Linked DNA regions of Mus musculus: region 2 is linked to region 1. Evidence: chromatin contacts called from public HiChIP or PLAC-seq data. All regions are on one chromosome and are shown on one strand. Each heading gives the region's core, a stretch centred on a gene start, on an enhancer-like site or on the middle of the called end of the contact. The rest is flanking DNA. Distances are from core to core; before and after follow the strand shown.

What was found. HiChIP or PLAC-seq counts read pairs in DNA pulled down with a chosen protein or histone mark.
Region 2: a contact with region 1 is called in an H3K4me3 HiChIP or PLAC-seq map of embryonic forebrain, with 4 times the contacts expected there. The contact joins two enhancer-like sites. A contact is called at or near these places in 4 of 484 Hi-C or Micro-C datasets (bone marrow-derived macrophages, embryonic fibroblasts, gonadal supporting cells and 1 more) and 6 of 115 datasets of contacts at active chromatin or transcription factors (cardiomyocytes, differentiating embryonic stem cells, embryonic basal ganglia and 3 more).

Annotation. Positions count from the first base shown.
Region 1 is chr12:112,162,246-112,166,255 of GRCm38.p6, forward strand. It overlaps Kif26a (kinesin family member 26A), which reads left to right. Exons shown (of 16, transcript NM_001097621.1): 4 at 1,106-1,296. Among named protein-coding and RNA genes, the nearest start is that of Kif26a, 18 kb to the left of the region's middle. Within about 2 kb of position 1,931, at least 45 of the 459 cell types and tissues checked have an H3K27ac peak or open chromatin away from gene starts, as enhancers often do. A contact at or near this core is called in embryonic forebrain, where this site is marked.
Region 2 is chr12:112,330,969-112,335,447 of GRCm38.p6, forward strand. It overlaps Gm29890 (a long non-coding RNA gene), which reads right to left. Exons shown (of 5, transcript XR_001780725.2): 3 at 1,462-1,619; 4 at 1-1,072. Among named protein-coding and RNA genes, the nearest start is that of Gm29890, 7.1 kb to the right of the region's middle. Within about 2 kb of position 2,968, at least 61 of the 459 cell types and tissues checked have an H3K27ac peak or open chromatin away from gene starts, as enhancers often do. A contact at or near this core is called in embryonic forebrain, where this site is marked.

The DNA of each region.
Region 1 (4,010 bases), core at 681-3,180:
ATGTTTAGGACTGTTGTCCTATACACCTATACTTGCAGTTGATTAATGTTTGGTGCAGTGTCCGGTAAGCTCAGCTATGGATCTTTCAAGTCCTGGGGTACTGGGTGCTGCTGGGGACTAGGAAGGTGCTGGGCTGGCACTGGCTCAAAGCATGGGCTGGGCTTGGGGCTTTCACAGGCAGAGAGTGTCCCATCCCCTGTCTGGGATTTCGAAGCTGGGTCCTTCAGGGGCTGAGCAGGGTGAGGCTTTTGCTGTAAGGACGGTAACTGCCCTGCTGCGGTAAGGTCTCTGGGTACATGGTGGCTCGTTCTACAGAGGTACCACACCTGGTCTCAGGGCTGCATCCGTTGAGAGACCCTGGTAATATCTGAGCTCATCCCAGGGTCACCTGTGCCCTCTCAGCCTGGGGATCCCAGGCTTCTGTCATCTGGGACACAGGCCATATTGTCAAAGTGGAGAGGGTATTTTGGAGCTCTAGGGGCCTGGGGCTTTCTGGAAGAGACCAGCTGCCTGTCCTTTCCTGCTAGGGCTTGAGTCCCCTCTGCTCCCAGAGCCCGAGGGGCTAGTAAACAGCATGTGAAAGCTGTCCTGGGGACATTTAATTATATCTGTGCACCGTGCTGAGGCCTCTCCCTCTCTAGAATTTATTTTAGCTAATTAGTTGGAAATGCCAGAGTTGTATTTCAGATAGTGGAGTGTCATACGTTATCATATGGGGGGACAATTAGCTCTCATGCCAAATATTTATTGTGGTGCCTTGCGTAATTGTACCTTTGGGTGCTCCCAGATGGCCCAGGGATGAGGGCCAGAAGAGGTCTGTCTGCCTGACCTCTGCGGTCACTCCAGGACTTGAGAAAAGCTGTAGAGTCAGCCCCAGGTGGGGTCTGCATTTTCCTCCGTGGCTGGGGTAGACCTGTCACATGCCCTGAGCTGGGGACAGGAGTCCTGGTAGATTGCCTTGGAGGCTAGGCCTTTAGTGCAGGCTCCAGGTCTCTAGGCTGTGATTTCCAGTCACATAGGCAGGATTTTGCAAGTGAGGGTACTCAGCCTGGGGTGATGGGTCTGTCACCTGCCTGTTCCTCACGCGGATTTCTCCTTCCTCCAGGCTGAGGCAGCTGTAGCTGCGGTGGCTGTGGCCGACACTGTCCGAGACTGTGCTCCAGCAGCAGGCCCTGAACGTATGTCGAAGGCGTGGGGCCGAGGGGCAGCATGCACTACAGCCCTGGTTACCCCAGCCCCAGGCACCTCAGCAGGGGGTTCCACAGGCCCGTCTGCAGCGGCCTCTTTCTTTATAAGGTAGGTCCTCTGGGGTCACACAAGCTGCAGCATGTTGTTGGAGAATGGAGGCCTTGATCTGTCTGTTCTTGGGAGAAAGAACTGTGGCTCAGTTGATGGAAGAGTGGGAGCTTCGAGAATCCCGGCTGGCCTCCTGGGACACTTTTCAAGGGTACCTGTCTAGGGCCCACAGTTTGGGTGCATAGATGTGAAGAGGCTGGGGTTTGACTCCTCCCCTCCCGGATGCCTGTCTTGAGGTTGTAAGATGGTGTGGTTGTGGTCGTCTGGCCAGAGGGAAAGAAGTACTTCAGGGTGAGAACAGGACCCCCTCTTCCTGAGTTTGGCCAGCGGGTGGGTGGGGGAGCCTGGCCAGTGCATGGGTTGGAGAGAGTTTCCCTGGCTCCAAGGCAAAGCCTCTGGTTCTGCAGACCCAAGGCTGGAGTCCTACCCTCATCCACAGCCTGAGGGAACAGGGATTACAGGATGTAATCGCCATAATGAGAGGTAATGGCAGCCAGCTGGGGGTCACTGTCCCATTAGCAGCCCGAATGGGCGCTGATAAGCTTGTCTGTATCACGCTGGGCAGTGTGCAGAGGCTGTCTTATCAGCCCTGGTCCGGGGGGACTTGAGGGCCTGATGGGGGGCGTGACGGGGCATGTGATTAGGGCATTGTCAGGGCTGGCTGATGAATGCTACAGTGCAGTGCGCACGACCTCCTGTGACTGATGTGGCCTCAGCAACCAACCCAGCCAGATGCAGACAAGCTGCCTAGATGGGGACAGCCTGTCTGGGAACCTCCCTGTGCCAGCAGCAGTCAGGGTAGGGTCTAGGGGGCTGGGCACGAGGGGCTGATATCTGGCCATGTCCTTATCCTGCTCAGTCCTGATTTCAAGGGCCTTTGCTTTGAGGATTTGGTGGCCGGTGTGTAGCTACACTCCTGGCTTGGTACTAGGTAGGAGGTTTTGAAATGCTCAAATCTATTGAAAAGTGTTTACATGGTTGTAGGTCCTGAGTCTGGGTACCACCTGGCACCCTGATTCTGAGGTGCCTGAGGAAGGTCTTGACACAGCGTGTGTGGTATGTGTGGCCCCCTCTCACTGGCTCATTAGCCACCCTGCCCGGCTGCAGGCAGCAGCTGCTGACTGCCTTTTGTCTCATCCCAGGCTGTGGAGGTTCCTCTGCCTGAGCAACACCCTGACCTTGGAAAGTTACCATAGAAACAAAGAAACAAGTGGACTTGGGTGGGGGCTGGAGGCAGGTTTCCCAAGGCACGCATGCACGCACACGTGTGGGGTAGGGGTGGGGGGTGGGTGGGAGTCACTGTGACTATCAGTGGCTTCCTGACCTGTGATGTGTGGCCTCTCAAGGGTCGGGTTTAGAGTAGGTGCTTCTGCAGGTGGTATCCAGCAGGGCTGAGATTGCTACTGGGAGGCTCGCCCCAATGAGCTTTGAAACTTTGTAACCACTACCTGGCTTTGTGGATAAGGGCGAGGCATAGAGTTGGAGAGGGGATTGCCCAGAGTGCACCAGGAGGCAGTAGACCTCCGCCCCACCCCACAGCTCCTACTGAGCAGGTGCTGTGTTCACGCTCTGATCCTGGACAGTAGGAGTGACCCTCGCCTATCCCTTGGGGGTTTTGCACAATGGTGTATAGGTGTGTGTGTGTGTCTGGAATCTGTGAAGGTGGCCCTTGGATGAAGGCCAGGTCAGAGAGTTGCCTGCCCTCCGGGAGGGCTTCAGGGGCTGAGGAGATGAGGTGGCAGGGGCATCTATGCTGTGCCCAGAAAGCAGGGTGAGCTCGGAGGTTCAGGTTCTCCAATCTTACAGTCCTGAGCGGGGGCTCTGCACTTGGCCTGACTGCTCTTTCCAGGCTGAACAAGCAACTCAAGCCATCCTCACCCACTTCAGTGGGCCATGCCCACATGAAGAACACTGTAGTCCTAAGGGTACCCGGGAGCCTGGGAGTTGGGGGAGGGGTGGAGTAACATCCGCTCCTCTGGACCTGCAGTTAAGCACTGACTAGACAATACCTGCCCAGTCAGAAATTTGAGGCCACACTCCATAGGGACTACCGTGACCCTGATACCCATGTCCTAAACCCTCTAACTGCTGTGCAACTTGCAGCCTCCCCTCTCTCTGATGCTCCCATTAATTAGCACAGCCCACCTGCCTAGCTGTCCTACTGCCCTTGGTAAATATGAGATACTCTGGCACCCAGAATCTGGCTATCTTGAGAACATCTGCTGGGGTAGGTTGTGGAGAGACAGCTGCTTTGGTGGCAGTTTTCTTTAGTCAGGTCTTGAGTTCCTTTAGCTGTTTGACCCATGAGGAGCTCCCAGTAAGCACTTTAGGCCCTCATGAGGCGGATCCTGCAGATGGCAGGTCCGAGGTAGTGAAGGAGGCTAGGTGTGTGGCCTTGTTGTGTCCCCCAACCCCTCAGCTTAGGGAAGTTTTGGACTGGCAGCAGCTGGTCGCTCCAAGGGAGCAGGCTGCCTTTCAGATACCTAGAGATCTCAGTGCTAAGCCCAGTTGCCTCTAAAGTACCTTCCTCTTGGAAAGAGGTAAGTTTTTTTTTTTTTTTTTTATGAGACGAGTTTTGGTTTTGATTTTGGTTTTGGTTTTTGTTGTTGTTTTGTTTTTCTTCTCTCTGTTTTCACGAGTCAGTGACCAGAGAAGTGATGGATCTTGGATTTGCTTGCTGTTCAGGCTGGTGTTCACAAACTGGGCCACTCACG
Region 2 (4,479 bases), core at 1,718-4,217, 170 kb after region 1:
GTGGACATTGGCTCTCCTCGAGTAAGACGGCCGCTGCTGTATGTAGCATTCGGTGCATGTTAAAAAGCACAGAAAGACCTGAAGGAGCCAGGGTCAAAGGACAGACTGCCTTGAATGCCCTGATACAGAACAACCCAAGCCAGGCTGAGCTGGTCGCCCTGTGCACTGGGCTTCTGGGGTGCTGGGGATGCTCGCGTTTGTCCTGCGCTCTGACGGCAGCTGTTCTTGTCTGTGTAAAGCCAGCCCTACTTCCGGGGTGTGCATCTGTGCGGATGTGTTGTCCCTTGGTGCAGCGTTTAGCTGATGTGCGCGTGAGCATAAATGAAACAGCTGTGTGCTTTTGTTTCACTTTTCGGGGGGTAGAGAGAGGATCCGGGGCTGTGAGCACGCTAGGCACACGCCCTGCTGCTGGACTACGGCCTCCTCTCTCTTCTCTTATTACGTTTGACAGGGTATCTTATGACAGGGTCTCACTGAACTGCCCAGGTTGGCCTTGAACTTGTAATCCTCCTGATTCAGCCCCCAGAACACTAAGCTCACAGGCATGTGGCCTTGACAGTTGTCTTGACTGTGAGAGAACCAGAGTGGACTTTCCTTTGTTCTGAAGAGCCACACGCCTTGGTAGAAGACACAGACCTTATGGATGGTGGACAGCAGACTCGGGGCTGTGATTCCTGATTGGGGGGTGGGGGGAGGCAAGGAGACAAGAGAGACAGGCCCTGTGAAGTCTTCCGGGGGAGGCGCTCTCCAGAGTGTGCATCAGGATGGAGAGGCTTGGCTGAGGGTGGCAGTGAGGTGTCCAGAATTTTGTGTTAAGGCACCAAAAAGAGACTCCAGGAGCAATTTCTGATGTCCTTCCAGGGTGCCCTGGTGTCTACTGCTAATTAACTTGTACAGGCATGAGGTGAAACTCCAGGGGGTCACGCAGAGGCCAAGGAGGAAGGGAAAGGCTGCATGGCTCGCACAGTAGAAATGGGTCTCTTGCCGTTTGGAGCCTGGAAGGCAAAGCTTCAGCTGTCAGCACGCCCGAGTTCTTGTGAGGGTCCTCTTTCTGGCTGTCTTCTCTCTGTGTCTTCAGTGGGAAGGGACGGGGAGAAGTGGACAGGGTGGGGGTAGTCAGGGAAAGGAGAGAACAGGAAAGAATGAGAGGAGAGAGAGACAGGAAGGGAGAGAGGAAGCCTGCGAGAGCAGAGTCTTATCAAATTAGAGCTTCCCTTGTGACCTCATTTGACCCCAGAGACCCTGTCTCCAGATTGTCCTGTGGAGGTCAGGACTTCAGCAAATTAACTTTGGAGGGACACAGTGTTGTGCCTGCCTATACCTCAGGCACACCATGGGAGATCAACTGGAAGAGAGAGGCACAGCTCTGGTGGAAGATACACTAGCCCCAGAATAAAGACCATTGTAAGCTACGAACAGCCATGAAAACCAGCCCCTGAAGTTAACTCGTGTCAGACAAACCTTTCCACAGACACTGAGAGCACTGGGCAGAGGCGGGACAGCACTCACTGGTGGCCCTGGAGAGAAGCCTAACGCTGGCAGGTTCTGAGGACAGCACAGGGGTGCATCAAGCAGGACGGCACGCAACCATGTTCATGAAAACCGTGCGGTCTTCTCGACTGGAAATGAGAACAGAGCTTAAGGTCCTTTAGCTACCAAAGGAAGAAAGGGAGGGAGGGAGGGGGAAAGAGAGGGAGGGAGGGAGGAAGAAAGGGGAAGGAAGAGGGAGGAAGAAGGAAGGAAGGAAGGGGAAGGCTAGAAGAGAGGTAGTCCCAGATGGTGTGTCTGTGAGAACACTCATCCACTGTTTCCACACAGCTCAATGCAGCTGGAAGTCATGTGGAGACCTGAGCTGCCACCAACCAAGGAGAGGGCAGCGCAGTTTAAATTACAGCAGAGTCATGCACAGGCTCTCAAAAACGAAAGTTTACCTACATCTGACAAACAACACTGGGTTATAGGAGGTTTGCCTAACTGGAGAGGCACAGATCCCGGGTGATAATGGTTTCTTTCAGAAGTTCAGAGTTGTCCTCTGCCCCACCTTGCTTTCAGGATGGGTCTTGCTTTTGGGATCCTGGACACCGTGGCCAGGTCGGGGCTCAGGAGTCTGCTTCATTTCTACAGCCACACAATGATCAGAGACACCCTTTCTCTAGCTTATCCTGCCTTTCTCTGGACTTAGTGCCAAGGCTCGCTCTTGCCTCCTTTTGTCCTTAGGGTTCTGCACTGGGCTCTCCTGCTCCTTCACCCTAGGATCAGGGCCTTCCTCAGAAGAGAGGGCTGAGGGGGACAGTGCTAGACATCCAAGCTAGTGGGCCAGGTGTAGGAGAGGCATACGTGGTGTGTGCGTGTATGTATGTATGTGTGTGCGCGTGCATCTGCGTGTGTGCGTTGGGAGGGGGAGTTCCTTTTCACAGCTGCCCACATAGGCCTGCCTGTGGTCCCCACCCAGCCCTTGAATATGGATTTGTGCCTCAGGACAGGAGGCACAGGCCCGGCCTTAATTAGACGTGATGAGCGTGTGTGCCTGGAATCATCATCAAAGGGGGACAGCCGCCCGCCGCCACCCCTTCCCTCTCCCCTCCCAAGGACAGCATCTGCTTCCTCCCTCCCAGAGCAGGCCAGCTCTGACAGCAGGCCCAGGAGTCCCCTCTATTTAATTAGGACGGAAGTTCCCTCAACCCTGGGAAAGGATTTAATTTCAATATTTCCTTTGCTGAGCTGGGAGCCTCCTGTCCCTCCACACCAAGGGTCTTTCATGGCAGCTTGGCCCAGCCCCTCCTCTCTCATTGGTGAAAAAGCCTGTCCTGGAGAAGAACCAGGAGGAGCCAAGGGCAGCGGGGTGGGGGGGTGGGGGTGGGGGTGCTGCAGCTGTGAAGAGAAACCCACCCTTCACCCCACCCCCACCCCTCCCTGAAGCCTAGCCCTCAGCAGCAGGGCCGCAGAGCCTGCAACCAAGCACAGCCCTCTCTAGGCATCTGTGCACAGACTGGGAGCAACAAGGAGCTCACTGACCGCTGACCTCAGACCATAGACTTGAGTCTCTGGATCATCCCCTAAACCTCCTTCGTGCTCTGTGCTTTAGCCTGGCCTATTCCGTCCCTGGTGCACACACATGTGTGTGGGTAAGCACATGTGTGAGCATAGACGTACATATGCACCTAAGTGTGCCCCTGGCAGTTGTAAGTACGCATGCTACACACGTGCACACTTGTGTGTATGTGATCACAGGAGCACATTTGCGCATATTTGTATATTTGTCTGTGAGCCCGGATGACTGGGCTGAGCCTGGTTTCTGTCATTTCTCTTTAAATTGCTGGATGCTCTGATCCGTGGCTAACCTCTTGGGGTCAGCATCAGCCTGATCACAAGACGGGCACTGGGCACCCGCAGGGCCAACACGCAAATGCTTGGTGGACAGACTTCTAATCCAGCCCATACCTGGGAGGTAGGGGAGGCCCTGGCCTTGGGGGAGGAGGATCATGATTTGGTGACTGCACCCTGGCCTGCCCCAGACTCGGTTTCCCTGTGTGTGTGGACAGCCCCAATGGAAGCTGTGTCTCTGGGGCGTCTTCTCCTACCAGGCCCTGGCCATCTGCGTCCTGCCGGCTTTGCTCTGTTCCAGCACCAGCTCCCCTTTATTCCATCCTTTGTGCAGGACAAAGATCAGCTGAGACCTGGCTCTCAGCCCAAGTGGCCCTCAGCCCTTCGGAGGCCGCTAATGAGAGGTGTCAGCCGGCAGCTCTTCAAGAGAGCTCGCTGCCCTGAGCAATTTCTTAAAAGGAAAATTCTAACCTTAAGGAGTCCTTTGAACACGTTGTGAATGAGCAATGAACACAGCCAGGACGGCTTCTTAGAATTACCAAGGGCTGCAGATTCGTGAAAAGAGAGATTGATTTCCATTTGGTCTCCTGAATACATTTCCTGTGTTCTCCAGGTGTTTGTCATGCCTCGTACTAAAGGAGAGGTGGGGTCCTTGGCTAACAAATTATGATCATTGGTATTCTCCCTCCCTCTTCCATCCCCCACCCGAAAATTTATGCGTTTTCCAGACAAAACGTGCTCCCACGGACAGCGCTGGTGTTGTCTTCACGGCAGTCAAGTATCGATGGTATTGATTGCGCTGTCCCCAGCCTATACGTGTGGATGGACGCTCGCAGCCCCCAAAGGATGTGTAGCTGCTTGTGGGGACCTGGCCCCAAATGCCAGCTCTCTCTGCTGCCACTTCTAGCTCTCTGTACCCTGCCCCAAGCCCATCCCAAGAGTAGCCACTCTGGTCCTATCTAGTACGTCTCTGCCTCAGGCTGGTTTCATATCTACCCCCTCCCTACCACTCACTGCCCATTCTGGAGAGCTTTGACAGATGTCCCAGGCCTGTGTACGGTATTCACTGTGTAGACATTTGATGTGTACATGAACGAGTGAGTTACTGAGTGTGTAAATGAATGAGTGTGTACTCTGTTAGAGAACGAAGGATGG